Linked DNA regions of Mus musculus: all the other regions are linked to region 3. The links are chromatin contacts, called in public Hi-C and promoter capture Hi-C maps. All regions are on one chromosome and are shown on one strand. The core of a region is the stretch at or near the end of the contact, and the rest is flanking DNA. Distances in the headings are between cores, read along the strand shown.

The links. Promoter capture Hi-C pulls out the DNA fragments that hold promoters and counts their contacts. Hi-C and Micro-C count contacts between places; a contact is called where the count stands out from the background.
Region 1: a Hi-C map of muscle stem cells shows a contact between it and region 3, with 4 times the contacts expected there. A contact is called at or near these places in 1 of 39 promoter capture datasets (liver), 3 of 484 Hi-C or Micro-C datasets (CD4 T cells, CD8 T cells and muscle stem cells) and 2 of 130 datasets of targeted methods (memory CD8 T cells and pancreatic cancer cells).
Region 2: a contact with region 3 is called in a promoter capture Hi-C map of pre-B cells, with 4 times the contacts expected there. A contact is called at or near these places in 15 of 39 promoter capture datasets (the 3T3-L1 cell line, 3T3-L1-derived adipocytes, the C10 cell line and 9 more), 17 of 484 Hi-C or Micro-C datasets (CD4 T cells, the CH12 cell line, Th17 cells and 10 more), 9 of 130 datasets of targeted methods (the 230-238 cell line, astrocytes, embryonic basal ganglia and 5 more) and 2 of 9 other capture datasets (adipose tissue and liver).
Region 4: a Hi-C map of the C2C12 cell line shows a contact between it and region 3, with 5 times the contacts expected there. A contact is called at or near these places in 16 of 39 promoter capture datasets (the 3T3-L1 cell line, 3T3-L1-derived adipocytes, the C10 cell line and 10 more), 24 of 484 Hi-C or Micro-C datasets (B cells, the C2C12 cell line, the MNK3 cell line and 13 more), 6 of 130 datasets of targeted methods (astrocytes, embryonic stem cells, epiblast stem cells and 3 more) and 1 of 9 other capture datasets (embryonic stem cells).
Region 5: a contact with region 3 is called in a promoter capture Hi-C map of cranial neural crest. A contact is called at or near these places in 8 of 39 promoter capture datasets (the 3T3-L1 cell line, the C10 cell line, cranial neural crest and 4 more), 1 of 484 Hi-C or Micro-C datasets (cerebral cortex), 3 of 130 datasets of targeted methods (the NIH/3T3 cell line, cardiomyocytes and differentiating embryonic stem cells) and 1 of 9 other capture datasets (pancreatic islet).

Annotation. Positions count from the first base shown.
Region 1 is chr19:24,475,516-24,478,829 of GRCm38.p6, forward strand. Fam122a (family with sequence similarity 122, member A) reads right to left here and starts at 1,959. Exons shown (of 1, transcript NM_026520.3): 1 at 264-1,959. The coding sequence starts at 1,841. The coding sequence ends at 987. All of the region lies in intron 1 of Pip5k1b (phosphatidylinositol-4-phosphate 5-kinase, type 1 beta), which reads right to left.
Region 2 is chr19:25,313,775-25,317,166 of GRCm38.p6, forward strand. All of the region lies in intron 2 of Kank1 (KN motif and ankyrin repeat domains 1), which reads left to right. Among named protein-coding and RNA genes, the nearest start is that of Kank1, 78 kb to the left of the region's middle.
Region 3 is chr19:24,960,142-24,963,412 of GRCm38.p6, forward strand. It overlaps Cbwd1 (COBW domain containing 1), which reads right to left and starts at 1,475. Exons shown (of 15, transcript NM_146097.3): 1 at 1,243-1,475. The coding sequence starts at 1,390.
Region 4 is chr19:25,460,570-25,463,804 of GRCm38.p6, forward strand. No RefSeq gene overlaps it. Among named protein-coding and RNA genes, the nearest start is that of Gm26207, 8.1 kb to the left of the region's middle.
Region 5 is chr19:25,414,162-25,417,283 of GRCm38.p6, forward strand. All of the region lies in intron 5 of Kank1 (KN motif and ankyrin repeat domains 1), which reads left to right. Among named protein-coding and RNA genes, the nearest start is that of Gm52392, 15 kb to the left of the region's middle.

The DNA.
Region 1 (3,314 bases), core at 709-3,208, 480 kb before region 3:
TTTAAGAATGGAGACGTGACTGGATAGCTTCAAGTCTATCAAGGATTGAGAGAGTATCGTCTGTCTGGGTATTCTCCAACACTCAACGGTGCTTCTCACACATTTACATTTCACAAGTGTTAAATCTGAGATGGCAGCAAGAGCCTTGCCTTCACCTGTCTCCATGTGAGCTAAGACTACAAGGCACCGTCCCCCTGCTTGTTTAGGACTATACCCAAAAGAATGCACTTTCTGGTTAAAAATGTTTTCACAAAGAAACTTGTCATTTCTGTACTTGTATTAGTGTGATTTACCAGAGTTACTATGAAAAGTGTTAGAAAATGTCCGTAAATATTTACTTTATATACTGAATTTTAAAACATTTGCTGCAAGTGCTATTTCTCCTTTTGTCGTTTTTCCCTCCCATCCACCTTTCTGCCTAGGACATTAAATACCAAGGGCTCCTGGGTAAACTAGACAACCAATGGACTGATATGACTAACATTCTTTTTAAAGCTGTAAGTAGGTAAATTCTTCAGTAGATGTAAAATAGCAACCATTGAAAACACCAAAAATTAGTGTGCCATGAACTATGGAATTTTAAAACATCAGTTTACTAAACTGAAATTCAACATTTATATTTTCATCAGAACTTAATAATCCCATAAATAAATAGAGCTCTCAATTATTTAAAAAATCAAGGGATAACATATGTATTTAGACATATTAGCAGCGTAAAATGTATGCTTCAACACACTTATTGATAAAAAGTCCGAAAATATTACTACACTGAATTCAAGGGCATCCCCAGGAACCTGACATAGAAATTCTCTAGAATAACATTTCAGGAATTTCCAAAAAGAGGGAAGAGTCAAATAGGAAACGGCTTTAACGTAATCGACAAAGTTCAGTGCTTGCTCTAACTTGATTTTTTTCTTTCTTTTTTTTTTTGTTTGTTTTTGTTTTTTTGTCTCTCCATTGGGGGAGGGGGATTCAAGATGAGTGAGTCACTTTGAGGAAAGTTCATCTACTGGAATAAAGGGGGAGGCTGCTTGGGCGGGCGACACAGGAGAGTCGGTGGTAGTGCTGACTTTCGCTGGTGAGTTACAGGAAGATCCGGCACTGCTGCTGTTTCCATCCAGGGTATCGGAAGATACGCACACACCGGGGTCTGACAGCTGTGCAACGTCAGAAGACAGCATGTTGGTGATGCCCTGGAAAAATCTCTTTGGCTGATAATCAGTTTCCATTTCACATTTTCTTTTCAATGGTCCAAGAACACTTGGTCTAATGCAGTTGATGGGACTCTGGCTTCTCCGGGTGGTAAATCGGGTGGTTGGGCTGGGAATGGGACTTGGAGGCAGTCCGTTGCTACTCACAAAACTTTGCAAGGACGGTGAGAAACACTGCTTCCCAATTCCCCGGGTCGGGGACGGTGCCGGAGACACCGGAATGAAATCGATGCGCTTCGGGGAGGCGGATTTCTCCACGTCGTTGTCACTCAGGCTGAAACTTTCCTCCCAGGAGTGGCTTATCTGCATTGCGGTCTGCACCTCGCGCTCGTGAACGGTCTCTCGGTTGATCAGGTCCATGCCCTCCTCCTGTTTGATCTGGTGCAGGCGGCTGCTGTGCATTCGGACCGGCGAGGCCGGGAGCAGCAGGCCGTGGCGGCTCGGGAACGTCGTGCTGTTCCGTCTGGCGCTGGGCGCCTCGGCCTGGAACACCGGCGACGAGTCGCTGAGGCCGTGGATCAGGGGGGCGCTGTTAGACCTCCGCAGGCCCCCGCCGCCAGGGCCGCCGCCCTCCGCCGGGCTCGCGCCCGCGGGCAACTCCAGGTCCAGCTCCATCTTCTCCTGAGCCATGGCGCGGCCGGGAGGCGGGGGCGGTGCTCAGTCAGGGCCCTGGGACTCCCATTCCCCGCGGCCCAAGGCCGCCGCCGCCGCCGCCGCCTTCGAGAATCTGTCAGCGGGTTCGCGCCTCTGCGCAGGCGTGCCCCTTCGCGCAGGCGCCCTGGCACGCCCGTTCTCGCGGCGCCAGCTTAGTGCGTCATGGCTGCGGCGCCGCGGCGGGGGCAGGGGGCGAGCAGTGGTTGGGCGACTCCAGTGTTCGTTTCTTCCGCAAATAGTCACTGGGCGCGGGCTCGCGGGAAGGCAGGTTACGGAGGCCGGGGCATTGAGAAGTGTATGTGCTTATGAAGCAAGTGTGAGCTCAGAAAGATAGGCCCTTGGTGATGTGGGGCTTCATGATTGAGCTTGGCCCGGCCTGGTGGGCTTCCCAGAGGGAAGTCTGAAGGAGGCCACGGCGGCGCTTTGTAAAACTGGACTGGAAGCAGGGAGCCACTGCTACCCAGCTAGGTGACAGACAGGAACCAGGAGGACAGGGTTGTTAGCCTGATGGTGGACAAGAGCAAGTTCTGGGCTTTTTTTGAGAACAATGAACTCCCGGGCGTTCTCAAGGAAGCATATTAGGGTACAGGAGCAGCCTTTGGCTGAGGTCTGAGGAAGAAGACATGGGATTAGAACCTACAGGGAAAAGGCCAAAGAGGAGGTTGATTTACACTAGGACAGAATCGGGGAGGGCCAAGAGAGAATAGTAGACTTAAGGCGGTTGGGAGGAAGAAGCTTTGTGACATCTTTTTTAAAAAAGTTGTCATATTTCTGCCGTTAACCGTGCACATACTAATGTTCACTTGGTGTGGGAATCCAATGAAAGAAAAAAAAAAGACACATTCATAGATCAACAGATTTTTAGCTTATGTAATTAATACAAAACTTTGTATCTCATTAACAGGGAAGTTGTATGTGTTCATTTATTCAGTCAAGTCTCCTATTCGGGCATACCTACTTACTATGTACCAGGTACTGTGCTAGGAAATGGACTTGTGTGAGGACATTCAGTTTCTACTGGGTGGGAGTGGGGGATGAGAAAATAGGGGACTTTTGGTGGTATGGCTGGAGGTAGAAGTGGGACGGTGTGGTCAAGCACTACCTATATATAGCCCTTGAGGGGCAGTTGGGCAGAGTTCAGTTGTAAATGACAAATCCTGTGGACTGTGGGAGGTGGGGGCAGGGCCGAGTGTTCCAACCAATGCGAAGGGCCAACATACCCACCCGTCTGGGGAAGAACAAGGAAAGAAAAATCAAGAAGGAGACAGGTGACCTGAGAGGTCAACGGACTGAGCGCCCAGTCCTATGATTATAAGTCCCTGAGCAGTATTAGGCAGGGGAATAATAGGCTTGGGCTTTATCTGTTATGGTTTGAGATGGAGTCTCACTAAGTCATTGCTCAGGCTAATCTCAAACTTCTGGGCTCTAGTGATTCACCTCACTCCCAAA
Region 2 (3,392 bases), core at 642-3,141, 350 kb after region 3:
CTCCAACATACTCTTTTATTGAACCATTTTAGCAGGGAGCCCCAGGGATCCACCTGCCTCCAGCTCACCTTCAAGCAGTGGGGTACCACACATGTGCTGTCTGTCACGTACACATGCCCTGCTTTTGCATAGGTGCCAGGCATCTGAGCTCAGCTCCTCATGCTTGTGTAGTAAGCACTTAGTAAGCCATCATCCTGACCCTACACGGCTTGTATGTATCTTTCTATTGGGTGTTTGTCTGTAAAAGCAGAGAGTGGCTGCCTAACAGTTTCATCAAGGACTGGATGCTAAGGAAGGCGCTGTTGTTAGTTAGTAGGGCGATCTTGTTTGTTCATTTGTTTCTATGACCATAACTTTGACCCACGTCAAAGGTCAGAGGACCTTTGGAAGAAAGGAGAAAGTATTCGTTGTTGAGTAAATTACCTTAATTTTCTGTGACCTTTGCAGTAGGACAGTAAAGTAGAGAGGTTCCTCTTCTGGAAAACCATGAGCTGGGGAAACTACCAGGCAGGCGAATGTTACATTCTTTTATCCTTCTATAGGAAAGACTCTTGAGACCCAAACCAGGATGCTTTCTGAGCCTCAGAGACTTCAGTAGTTTCTGCTTCGGTGGAGCCAAAGGTTTTAATCAATGTACAGTCAGGGAATCAAGTGGATAATGCCCTGATATAATGAGGTTGTGTAAATGGATTTGGGGAACACTCAGGTAGAAAAATAAACAAAGGGCATGTATAAGAAATCTAAGAAGGAAAACTGTGTTTAACTTCAAATACATACTGAGTTTGAAGTGACTATAGGATATATATTGTGTATATTTTGTTTGTTTTTCAGACAGACTTGTGTGTGTGTGTGTGTGTGTGTGTGTGTGTGTAGTAGTAGTAGCTCTGGCTGGCCCTGGAACTCACATTATAAATCAGGCTGGCCTCAAACTCAGATTTGTCTGTGTCTGCCTCCTGAGTGCTGGGATTAAAGGTGTGTCAACACGTGTGGCCAGAATATAATATTGAGAAATAAATACTATCCTAGTATTCGAGGGGTATGGGAGAGTAGATTTGACATTCTCATGGGCAACTCTTCACAGTATCAACTCTTTATGTTTCACGTGACGGGCCTGTCACCTTTTCTAGAAAAATAACTAGTAGTATGGGAAAGGGTATCTCATATGGCATTGTTTTACAATCAAAGCTTAGAAGAGGGGCTGGAGAGATGGCTCAGCAGTTAAGAGCACTGACTGCTCTTCCAGAGGTCCTGAGTTCAATTCCCAGCAACCACATGGTGGCTCACAACCATCTGTAATTGGATCCAATGCCTTCTTCTGGTGTGTCTGAAACAGTGACAGTGTACTCATATACAATAAATAAATCTTAAAAAAAAACTTAGAAGAAATTATTTCAGTGAGTTAAAGGAGTTTAAAGATGAAGTCTCACGAAGTCATTAAAATAAAGGTGTAGAAAACTATTAAATGACACAGTGCTTCCACTAAAATAAATGGGAAAAGCCAGTTACAATAATACCAGGTGGTTCCTGATTGGGTATTTATTATGGTTTTACATTGGCCCTGCATATATGCCCAAGTGGAAGAGGATTCAATAAGATGTTTGCCAATGCACTTAAAAGCTTCAGTCTTGACTTTTCTAAACCTACAGTTGAGAACAAACAGTCCTTTCAAAGATGAAACATGTTACTTTTAAAATAATTGAGTGTTAACTATATAAATTGCCCAACACGATGCTGCCGGTTTGTGATCTATTTTCTTTTATCTGTGTGAGTAACCATCGTGTTCCTGAAGCAGCCGGCCGAATGCCAGCTCTCCCGGGTTGACAGCGTAAAGTGTTGAATGGGTTTATAAGACTTCTTAGGGAGATAAAAACCAGGCAAGCAGGGTGGTGTTGGCAGAGCAGGCAACCGTTCCTCGTCAGACTCTGAGAGGAGAGAGGAGGGAGCAGGGGCAGGCCAGGCATATGTGCTGTGACAGCTTGGGACTGAGGTGTCTCCAGCTGCTGGTGGTATTATTTCGGGGAGCTGGTTGGAGGAAGTAGTGTGTCCCTGGGGAAGGTCGTCACGCACCGTGCTGCATCCTGCTAGCTCTCTGCTTCATGGCCCACCGTGATGTAAACCTAGCTGCTCCACTCTCTGAAACTGTCCATCCAAACAAGGCCTTCTTCCTCTGCTCTAGGATTTCTCAGAGACAGGAATGAAATGAAAGAATTCGGGTGTTTTTAATCAGAATGTTAGGTCAGGCAGAGTCTTTGAAAGTGACCGGCAGTCAACCTCAGAGTTCTTGACAGGCAAGTCTACTGTTCCCATTTGCCCTCCTGGTTTCTCCCCCCCTACCCCAACACCATCTCAGCCATATTGAAAACTGCACCTGGGAGCCATCTGCTGTTTCCTGTTTCTCAAGGCTGAGGCTGAGGCCTCCTGTGTGTTTCCAAGACACCACGCTCATCTCTTTGCGCTTGCATGCCCTTCCTGTTGGTGTGCCTCTCTCACCTTTGTAGTGGCTCCACTTCTCTGTCACATACTCTTCTTGCATTTCTTGCCACGTCTCTGCATCTCCCACTCATCGCCCATCAAGACCTTCCTTTAGTTCTTTATCCATCATCTTTGGGATAAAATTGTAGAAACCCATCATCTTTTCCCATGGCAAGTTACTGGTGATGCTGCGGAGAGCTTGGTTATGAGTTTGAAGAATTAGGACATGTTCACTTAGGTGTGAGATCTAACGGATGCTGCACACGAGGAGATCCTTAGAGTGAATGGTCAATAAGTGGTACTCGTCCTTTTGACATTTGCTTCTCAGTGTCTTCTACAAGTGTGCTGAGCCATGTTCATGCGTATCCCAGGACCTATGTGTCCTAGCAGGTTAGATGTGCCTGGTACTCAATGGTTACTGAACCTGACGAACAAAGATTATACACAGCTGGATAACTCTATATTTTAAAGTGCACATATATTGTGAGTGAGTCAAATCCAGGTAAATATAGCTCCTCGAGCATTTATTATTTCTTTATGGTGAAACCTTTCCAAATCCTTTTAGTAAAGGAAGCCTTTTATAAAGGCCTGTTTTGACCTCAAAGAGTAACTGGCAGGGCTGATTCAGAGGAGAATTGACTTATTAAAAACTCCGATACTATCTACGCTGAAGGAAACCTTATTCCGAGTCATCTGCTCCCAGCTGGACAGTTAAACTGGATACATAATGCCACATCAGGCAGGTGTGTTAGGTGGTGTGTGAGCATTAAGGTGTGAGAATGACAAGCAGTGCTGGCACTGGGGACCCAAGCCTGTACCCCACAAGGGGACATGATAGCTACATAGGAAGGCGTAAGAACATATGGCTTTCTCTAGTCAAACTAGTCTCTCTGGAACGGAAGGAACTGGAAACCGTTAGC
Region 3 (3,271 bases), core at 225-2,724:
CTATACAGAAGTGAATCTGAAGGATGGAAGCCAGAGAAATAGGTTGAAAAACAACGAAAATGTGGAGGCTAGTGGAACAGTGTTCCCGGTATATCAAAATTTAAAAAAAGACACAGGAGGCCAGCTGTCCCCTAGGTTCAGTCAGGAACAAGGAGGTTGGTGGAGTTAGTCCTGATCTCAGAGCTTCAGGCCATTACCTGTATTGTCCCTTTCATCTATCAGTAAGCCAAATGCAGAAAGGCCAAGGGCCAACTCTGAAGTATGTTCTTTGGACCAGGAAATTTGCTCTGATTCTATAGAATAGCATCTGAATCCAAAACGTTATTCCTTTATAAAAATGAAGCCCAAGTAAAATCTAGAATATCCTTGGTCTGACTCTAGAAGGGGAAAAACAAACAAACAAACAAACAAACAAACAAAACCTGGTGGTGTGGAGACAACAGTGATTTCTTTGTTGTATCTAAAGGGTGCACCGAGATTCAACTTGTCTGTTGCAACACACAGGAATGAGAGTACCACTTGATTCATATTTTTTCCACAATTTTTATTTGTCCACATTTTCAGCCACTTACTTGTTGTTGCTGTTAACTGTAATGCTTTAAAAGGATATCTAGACATTTCCAACAAAAAATAAGCACGTGGACTGATCTTCAGAAAACTGCACCGTGTTTCACAAATCTGTGTTTTCCAAGGACCACACCCCCGAGGTGCACCCTCAAGACCCCCAGCTTAGGAAAGTTCCCAAAACAAAGGTCTTACTCTAAATCAATCTCTTAACAGTGCTTTCCAAGCGGACCTCAAAAGGGGAGGGCACAGTTTAGGACTTGTCACTAATGGCTGGAAGAGTTTGGTTCCTGTGAAATGGAATCCACTAAGCAAGGTGTCAGGCAATCTACAGTCGGCATCTTTGTTTTCTTTTTCTTTCTTTTTTTTTTTTTTTCCTTGACCAGGGCATCCTTTAATAACAATAGACCATTTGGCTTTGTTTTGCTTTGGTTTTTTGTTTTTCTGTTTTTTAATGAGAAAACTCAGATGACTTTATTATTTCTACTCTAAACTGAGGGGAGATGAGCTTCACAAATGAAAGACAACTTAATCAAGAGACCATAACATTAGGTGAGTCTGAGTTTCAAAACTACCTTTGAAAATGCTAGAAGAGAGGCCCCAGCCCCTACCTCGAAGATTCGTCCTCGGCCAGGAGGCCCGGGTGCCTGAGGAGACACGGCAGCCCCCCTTAATTACCTAAGTACCCGGTGACAATTGTGACTGGAATCTTAGTGATGAAGTCAAGATTTTCCTCTTCTTGGTTCTTGGTCTCAATGGGGACCAATTCAGGACAATCCTCCGCGTACTCTTCTTCCGCCTCCACAGTTTTCACAGCAGGTAACATGCCGCCAGCAGGACACCAGTGACTCCAGAACTAAAGAGCTGCCGCCAGTCGCGTTTCCGCGACAGGATTCAGTCGGCGCGGGGCTGATGATGTCACCACAACGCGTCGCGGAGCAGGCCTCTGAGGAACCAGCCCGCCCTCCAGCTACGCCACTATTCAAACTAGACACGCCTTCCCGGGGGAGGCACGCCCCTACGCAGAGATAGATACACCCCCACGCACAGTGGACACGCCCCTTATAGAGAGGGACACACCCCCCGGGTGTGAAGCACGCTCTAGGGGCGTGCCCTCTGCCCGTGGGCCAAACTGCACTTTGCTGTTAGGACGCTAGGAGCTCCCTTGCCTCGAAGCTGTAGTGGGCTCCAGCTGTTAGCCACTGTCTGTTGCTTGGGCTGAGGCAACACCTATTAGGCTTGGGCAGCTTCACCACAGGACAGACATTTTTCAAGTTGCCATTTTTTTTTTATTCTCATGAAGTCCATCTCTTTCATTCACAAGGAAAAGAGTAATTGTGAAGTCATGCTATATATTATAATTATTCTACAATGATAATTATGTATTATAGCTATCTCATCTTTTACAATGTAATAGTTTTATTTATTTTTCTTTCTCCTTTACTTGGACATAAGGTAAACTCAGATCAATAATTGTATTTATTGGTTCATAATATTCTCATTAGTCTCTGGACTCCTTTGTGTGTGTTTATAGTGGATTCCTTGATAGTACCCTAACCCAAAAACATTAAATTGCATCTCTTCTACCCCAGCCTAGAATACTAACTATAATCATGAATCTTCTTGGGAATACTGAACATTCCTTTATGTGTTTGTTATGGTTTGTCCTTATACACACGCACATAAATAACATTGACCATTGTTTGTTTTTCAATTTCATAAAAAAGAGTACCATTCAATGTATACTCTCTTGGGGTTTGCTGGATTTCCAGCTTCACTACTGAATTTCCTGTCAATTGTTTTCAGGTGTTGCTGTTTTGTTTCATTTTGAGACAGTCATACATTTTCCCAACAATGTAAGAGATCATATTGGTGTAATGTCAATATTAGCAGACATGAATTTTTTTCCCAATTAAATACAAAATAGTACCTCAATGTGATCATCAGTTGTATTTCTTTGGATTTGAACAAAACTGAGCATCTTTTTATGTGTTTTGACCATGTTTAATTTCAGGCTTTAAGAGGGGCTAGCAAGCATTGCTCTGTGGGCATCAGATCCCATTACAGATGGCTGTGAACGACCATATGGTTGCTGGGAATTGAACTCAGGACCTCTAGAAGAGCAGTCAGTGCTCTTAAATGCTGAGCTCTCTCTCCAGCCCCTCAAAATGAGGTTTTAATAAGTTATATACATTGGGTGTTCAATGTACTCTAAACACCCATCAACTGATAGACAAACAAAATGCCACATATCCAGACTGGAAAAATTAATTGGTGAAAAACAGGTACAAAGTACTGGCTACCTGCTACCAGATAAGCATATCTCAAAGATGTGCTAAAAATAAATCCATTCATAAAAACTATACATTATGCAAGTCCATTAATATAGAAGAATGTCCATGACAGGCAAATCTAGAGATACAGAAAACAGCTTAGTGACTCCTAAGGACTAGGGGTTTAATAGTCCCTGCTAGTGGGCACCATGTATTTTTATGGTAATAAAAATGTTCTAAATGTGATTATCATTATGGTAAAAAGAACTCTGAATCCACTGGAAAACATTGACTTGTGCACATTAGATTAGTTAATGTTATATTGAGTTTTATCCCTTAACTACTATTTTAGGTAAAGGCAATCATGTGCTCAGATGCTAGGCCAGTTTTTTTGTTGTTTTTTGTTTTTCCCCAGAGAATTGATAATTTTAGCA
Region 4 (3,235 bases), core at 407-2,906, 500 kb after region 3:
TTTTTCTTTTTTCTTTTCCTTCCTTCCTTCCCCATTTATTCCTTCCTTCCTTCCTTCTTTCCTTCCTTCCTTCTCTCCCTCATGATCTGGTACTAGGAGCTGAACCTAAGGCCTTGCAAATGCTAAGTGAAACTTCTACCACACAATTCTATCTCCCTGTCTTTATTACCAGTTTATTTTTATTTTTATTTTCATTTTTATTTTACAACAGGGTCTCCCTAAGTTGTCCATGTTGGCTTTGATGTCATTATATAGCCCAGGCAGACCTTGAATTTACCATCCCCCTGCCTCAGCTTCTGAAGTAGCTGGGATTACAAATCGTTACCATGTGATTCCTATCAACAAAAACCGATCCTGGTTTAGATAAGGGATCTGCTATTATGCAACCATGAGCAATCTCCAGGAGAAAAGTGTTAGATACTTCTGAACCATAGGATTAGAATTTGATTTTCATTTTTACGTATTTGAAGAGGTTTCCCACAAGAAGATCAGTTGCTTTCGTCGCTTGCTTTTTAATCAAGAGGCATCTTCAGGCACATGCGTGTTTGCACGCTGGCCAGTCCTTTCTCCAGTGTGTCAACGCTGCCTCCAGTGGATGGAGCATCAGCAGTACTTCTGGATATGGTCATTCCAGCTTGAACCCCTCCCCGGACAGCTGCTCCCCCCCCCACCCCCCCACCCCCCTCTGCTCACCCAACCTCTTCACGGGACAGGATCCCATGGAGTGACTCAGGTCCTCCTGCAGAAGTTGACAGTGCTTTGCTGGCCACAAATGTACTGTGCCTCACCAGGAACAAAGGCAAAAGATGGAATTCCCAAGAGTGACTTTTTTTTTTTCAACGTCTGCACAAGGGAAGGAGCCATTGAATAAGCAGGAATCAAAAATGACTTCCTGGTGGCACTGAAATCCAAGCCTGTTGATTCACTCAGCCCAGCTCCACTCAAACCCACAGACAGCGACAAAGATAGTCCTTAACTCTTTGGATGAGACCCAGGTGAAAGGCTGCATAAGCGGATGAGCAAACCTGTCAGTTGGGAGAGTGGAGCAGGCTGTGGGGTTTACTAATATCAGAAAGGTTTTAAGAAAAGTCTGGGTCGTGGGAAGTCACTGGGCAGGTAGGCTGCTTCCTTAGGAAGAGCGAGAAACCCACCAGAGACTGCCAATGATTAGCTAGGTCTGACCTGCTCACCCCAGCCGAAGGAGAGAAAAGCCCGTCTTTTTAAGTTCAAAGGGTGCTGCCCTAGTATAAAGCAATGACTAGCATTTGCATCTGAGCTCAGATTTGTAACAAAGAAATTGCTTCATAATTTAAAAAATTATTCCTTCCCACCCGACGCCCCGGGTCTCATCCCAGGAAGTAGCAAGTCAGCTGTATCCAATGAGGGAGAAAAGCTAATAAATAAAAGAGTAGTAATTAACTGTGCATCCCGGCCTAAGGGTCCTGGGCTGCTGGCTCACATCCGAGTGGCTTGTCAGGTTCAGCTCCATTATGACTGTCCGTGGGTTTCGGATGATGTCTGTGTTCACGGCTCAGTGAGTGCTGGGACCACAGGGCTTTCCAGTTAGAAAAGCGCCTAAACTTAGCATAGATTGTAATAGGATTCTATCATTTGTACAGTGCAAGGCAAAGCGCTGAAAATGGCAGTTTAATGAGTCATGCATGCGGCGTGCCTTAGCGCTCAGTCACCGATTCCATTATTCCCCTTCAAAGGCCACTGGAAGCAGTGTGACAGAGCTGTTTTTTAGACGCTTTGCTTTTTTTTTTTTTTTTTCTGGTAATTCTTGTCCATTTCCTTGCTATTAAGAAAGCAAAGACCCTTCGTTTTGGCTTCCATGGCAGTAGGCATGTATGTGGTACCCTGATATACATGCAGGCAAAAGACCCGTACATATAAAATAATAAGATAAAATTAAATAAAAATAAAAGGCCAAAGCATCCCAGAAGGAAAAAACAAAAAACAAAAAAAAACCCAAAAACCTGCAGGTCTTCTGGCAAAGCAGATAGTTACCAGATCCACACCGGAAAACAAACAAACAAAAATACAAAACCAAGAAGATACTTGAAATGCAGTGGCCCCGTTGAGCCCCTGCTTTCCTAGGCTCTTCTGGCTTGGGCAGGTTTGGAAACGGGTGTAGGTAAGAGCCCTTGCTGAAACATGGTAAAAATTCGCCACTTCTCTACCTTGTCCTTGGCTGCAGACCCCTGAAGGTGCCCTCAGCAGCCCCAACAGGCAAAGGTTTCTCTGCTTGAACGGCAAACCTAATTTGAACAGGGCACTAATTCTTCCGTTTGCCGCCCTCCATGTTTTCATCCCCGGGCCATAATTTCACCTGCCAGCTCAGGTAAATAGTCTTTAATAGCACAGAGGCTTTGAAAGGTTAGCCTGGCCTTGATTTTGTGCGGGGGATTCCGCACTCTCACCACTGAGCGAAACTAAGAGTCAGTCACCCCAAAGGGTCACCTCCTTGTTGGACTCTTGGGACAGAAAGCTTGTCATGCCCACTTAACAAATTCAACCCTATTTCCCTTTCAAAGCTGTGCTCTCCTCTCTCCTCATGTGAACAAGCCAAAGGAAACAAGAATTATCCCACTTGCCAACCACCTCTGAGCTCCCTCCATAGCCTCTGTGCATATGTGTGTGGGGTCACCAGAAGGAAGCTACAGCTTTGCAGCTGAAATGAGAATGTGACTTTCCCCCCGATTTAAAGGCATAGCGCTGGGGGAAGAAAAGAGACAAAATCCAAAATGACAGTAATACACAGAAGCTTGGAACGGAAAGGATACAGCCTCTACCAACACAGACGGAGGCAGGATCCTTTGAGGATATTCCATACCATAGCAAGGTTTCTCTGAACATGCTCTGGTTCTACAAGACTATATATTGAAGATCCCCAGAAGCTGTAGTAAGCTGACGTCATAGAAGAGGGAGCTTCAATTGTGAATAATCCCTCCATATGCTCTGGCTGCTGGCAAGCCTGTAGGGCATTTTCTTAATTAGTGATTAATGGGGGAGGAGCAAGTCGATGGTGGGTGGGGCCACCTCTGGGGCTGGCAATCCTGGGTTCTACGAAAAGGAAGGCTGAGCAAGGTATAAAGAGCAAGCCAGAAAGCAGCATCCCTCCATGGCCTCAGCACGAGCTCTGGCCTCCAGGTTCCAGCTCTATTTGAGTTCCTGCCTTGGTTTCCCTCAATGGATGATGACTCTGAACGTGTCAGCCAGACAAACCGTTCTT
Region 5 (3,122 bases), core at 25-2,524, 450 kb after region 3:
GCAGTTGCCAAGGAAAGCTTGGGCGAATAACCTTTGTGGGTGTTGTTGTTGTTGTTTAAGTTTTGTGTGTGTGAGTGGTTTTGCCTGAATGTATGTCATTCAGGAATGACTGCTTCCTGCAAAGGTCAGAAGAGAGTATCAGATCCCCCTGGTCCTAGAATTATAAATGTCCGTGTGCTGGGAATCGACCTAGGTCCTCAGAAGCAAAAGTGCTCTTTAGCATCTTACTGGATGTTGGTGGTGGTAGTGATGGTGCATGCCTTTAATTCAGGTCCTGGGGAAGCAGAGGTAGGCAGACCTCTGAGTTTGAGTACAGCCTGGTCTACAAATTGGTTTCCAGGACAGTCAGGGCTACATAGAGAAACCCTGTCTCAGCGGGGGGGGGGGGGGGGGGGGGGGGGGGAAATCCCCTGAAACTTCTAGTCAGCCCCCACCCTTTTTAATCCCTCTTCTCCCTCCCCCTCCCCCACCCTCTCTCTCCCTCCCCCTCCCCCTCCCCCTCTCCCTCTCTCCCCCTCCCCTCTCCCTCTCTCTTACCCTCCCCCTCCCCCTCCCTTTCTCCCCCTCCCCCTCCCTCTCTCCCTCTCTCACCCTGTCTGTAAGTTCATTCTTTCTAGAGTTAAGGGTTCAATGACAGAATCACTTGTCCGCTTGCAAACTATTGCTGCTTCCCTCCCTGATCCAGGCTATTCTGGAACTAGCTCCGTAGACCAGGCTGGCCTAGAACTCACAGAGACCTGCCTGCCTCTGCCTCCCAAGGGCTTCCAATAAAGGTGTGTGTCACCACTGCCTGGCTACAAACTGTTATTTTTAACCACATCATCACACAGAATACTCTCGTTCTATTTAAAATTGCATTGGGAGTGTGTGATTGTAAGTTAGCCCTTTAGAAAACCGAAACATAAAGTTCTCCTGGAGTGCCCCTGTGTAGTGGCTATGTACAAGAGTGAGCGTATGTGCCTTGTGTTTTAGAAACATGCTTTCTTTTTCTAGCAAAATGTGAATCCTGAGTTGTGCTATTCCCCTGTGTATTTTCTCACCTAAGTGGCCATAAGCATTCTCCCGGGATTTGAGGGACAGTGTGTGTGGCTTTTGACACAGCAGAGGTTGGTGACGACTAGAAGTATTAACTCCCTGGTACTGTTAAAATGGCCAGAGGACATAAGTTCACTCCCTGCTCCTCTGACAGACCCTCACTGTGGGATCAGGCCAGCCTTTTAATGATCCTCCTGGCCCAGCCTGCCCAAGTCCAGGTGCACACTGGGCCTGGCTAGGAGGAAGGAAGTCCCTCTTGTTACCAATAAAACCTTAAGAAGTAAGCTTTGTTTTCCTTTACAACAGTAAAGGGAATTATGTTGATTTAAAGAGTGGATTTTTCTTCCTTTCTTCCTTCCTTCCTTTCTTTCCCTTTTTCTTTCTGGAAAGGGGAAGAAAATTCTAGACAAATGACTCAGAGTTATAAATACCCTAAAAACATCCAACTATCGCTGCACGAATACAAACAGAACGTAACAGCCTACCACATCGTTTATAGAAAATGCATCTTTACACTCACAGGAGCCTCTGCGCTTGTGTTCTTGGTTCTCTTGGGTTTGTTTGAAAAGTTTATGAACTTGAAGGCCTCCTCTCAGCTGTGTAAGATTGTAGGAAGAAATCCAGACAAAAAAAGAATGGGAAGGGAAACTATTACAGAATTGTGTTTCTAGTTAGCTCTGTTTCTTGTACTAAACCACTTAGTATCTGTTTTTCCCTTTTATACTGCTTTTTAAAATGCTTTAAGAGCATCAAAATAAGCCAAAACAAATGTTCCTGGAACTCTGTAGTGCTTAAATGGCCTGGGGGTGGGGGTGGGGCTGAGGGGAGCAGGAGGTAGGGAGGCTCTGCTAGGCTGGGAGTTGAGAGAATTGACTGATTGTATTTGTCCTGGATGTATTTGTCTCTGCTATCTGAGTCCTGTGTCTGCATCAAATGAGAAGACTTCTCCCCGGTTCTCTCCCAGCAGAATTTTTTTATGGAAATAGCTGTGTGTAAAAGGCTGACCATCCACTGCAGCCGAGGACCTTCTTATGAATATATTTAAACACGTATTAACTGCTACCACCCATTGCCTGCTCCCATCACCAAATAAGCACTCCAGATTTAAGGGCGCATTGGGATAAACGGGCTTAAAGCAGAGCGTTGTTTGTAGCCATGCTTAAGATGAAGCCATGTATGTCCTTGCTAGGGATGCTTCCTGCCACAAAGCTGCATCCCCCGCCCTGTGATCAGAGCTTAATCTCGAGTCCGTCCATAACTTTGTGAATATTTTTACACATGGCTTTTTTTTTTTTGTAAAAACAGTGCATAAGTTTTATCTTACTTTCAAAAGTAATAATAGCTAAACAGGTGTGATGATCCCTTCGTGCCTATGATTTTCAATACTCCAGGAGTAGAGGCTCAACTTTTGGCAGATGTTCAAGAGGATCAGAAGTTTGGCTATGTAAGGAGTAATGGGCTAGCCTAGTGTATATAAGACCCTGTCTTGGTAAAAAAAGAAAAAAGAAAGAAAGAAATTATTTCTGCTGGGCATATTGTTCTAGTGGGCCCACATCTTTAATCCCAGCACTCAGGCAACTGAAACAAGTGGTCTCTGAGTCTGAGATACCCTGGTTTATATAGTGAGTTCCAGGCTAGCCAGAAGTAAAAAGTGTGACTTTTTTTTTTTTTTTTTTACGCTAGTTGAGCTGGAGAGGTGGTTCTACAGTTAAAGACTACAGCTCACAATCAAAACAGAACTTAGAGAGATGGCTCAGTGGTCCTCCGTTATGCAGAGGACCCAAGTTCAGTTCCCAGCACCCACATGATGGTGCATAACCATCTGTGACTCCAATTCCAGGGGATCCAACATCCTCTTCTGACCTCTACACCTGGCATGTGCTTGGTACACATGCACACATGTAAGCAAAACTCACGCACATAAAATAAAAATAAGTCTTTGTTTTCTGTTTTGGTTTGTTTGTTTTTTTAACTGATAATTTCCTCTTGCAAGGTTGAAATTGTAGTCTCAGGTCATTTGATCATTTGTTAATGATCATTTGTTAATGATTTGTTAAAGGAAAGACCTTCAGCTAAGAAGAAAAGAT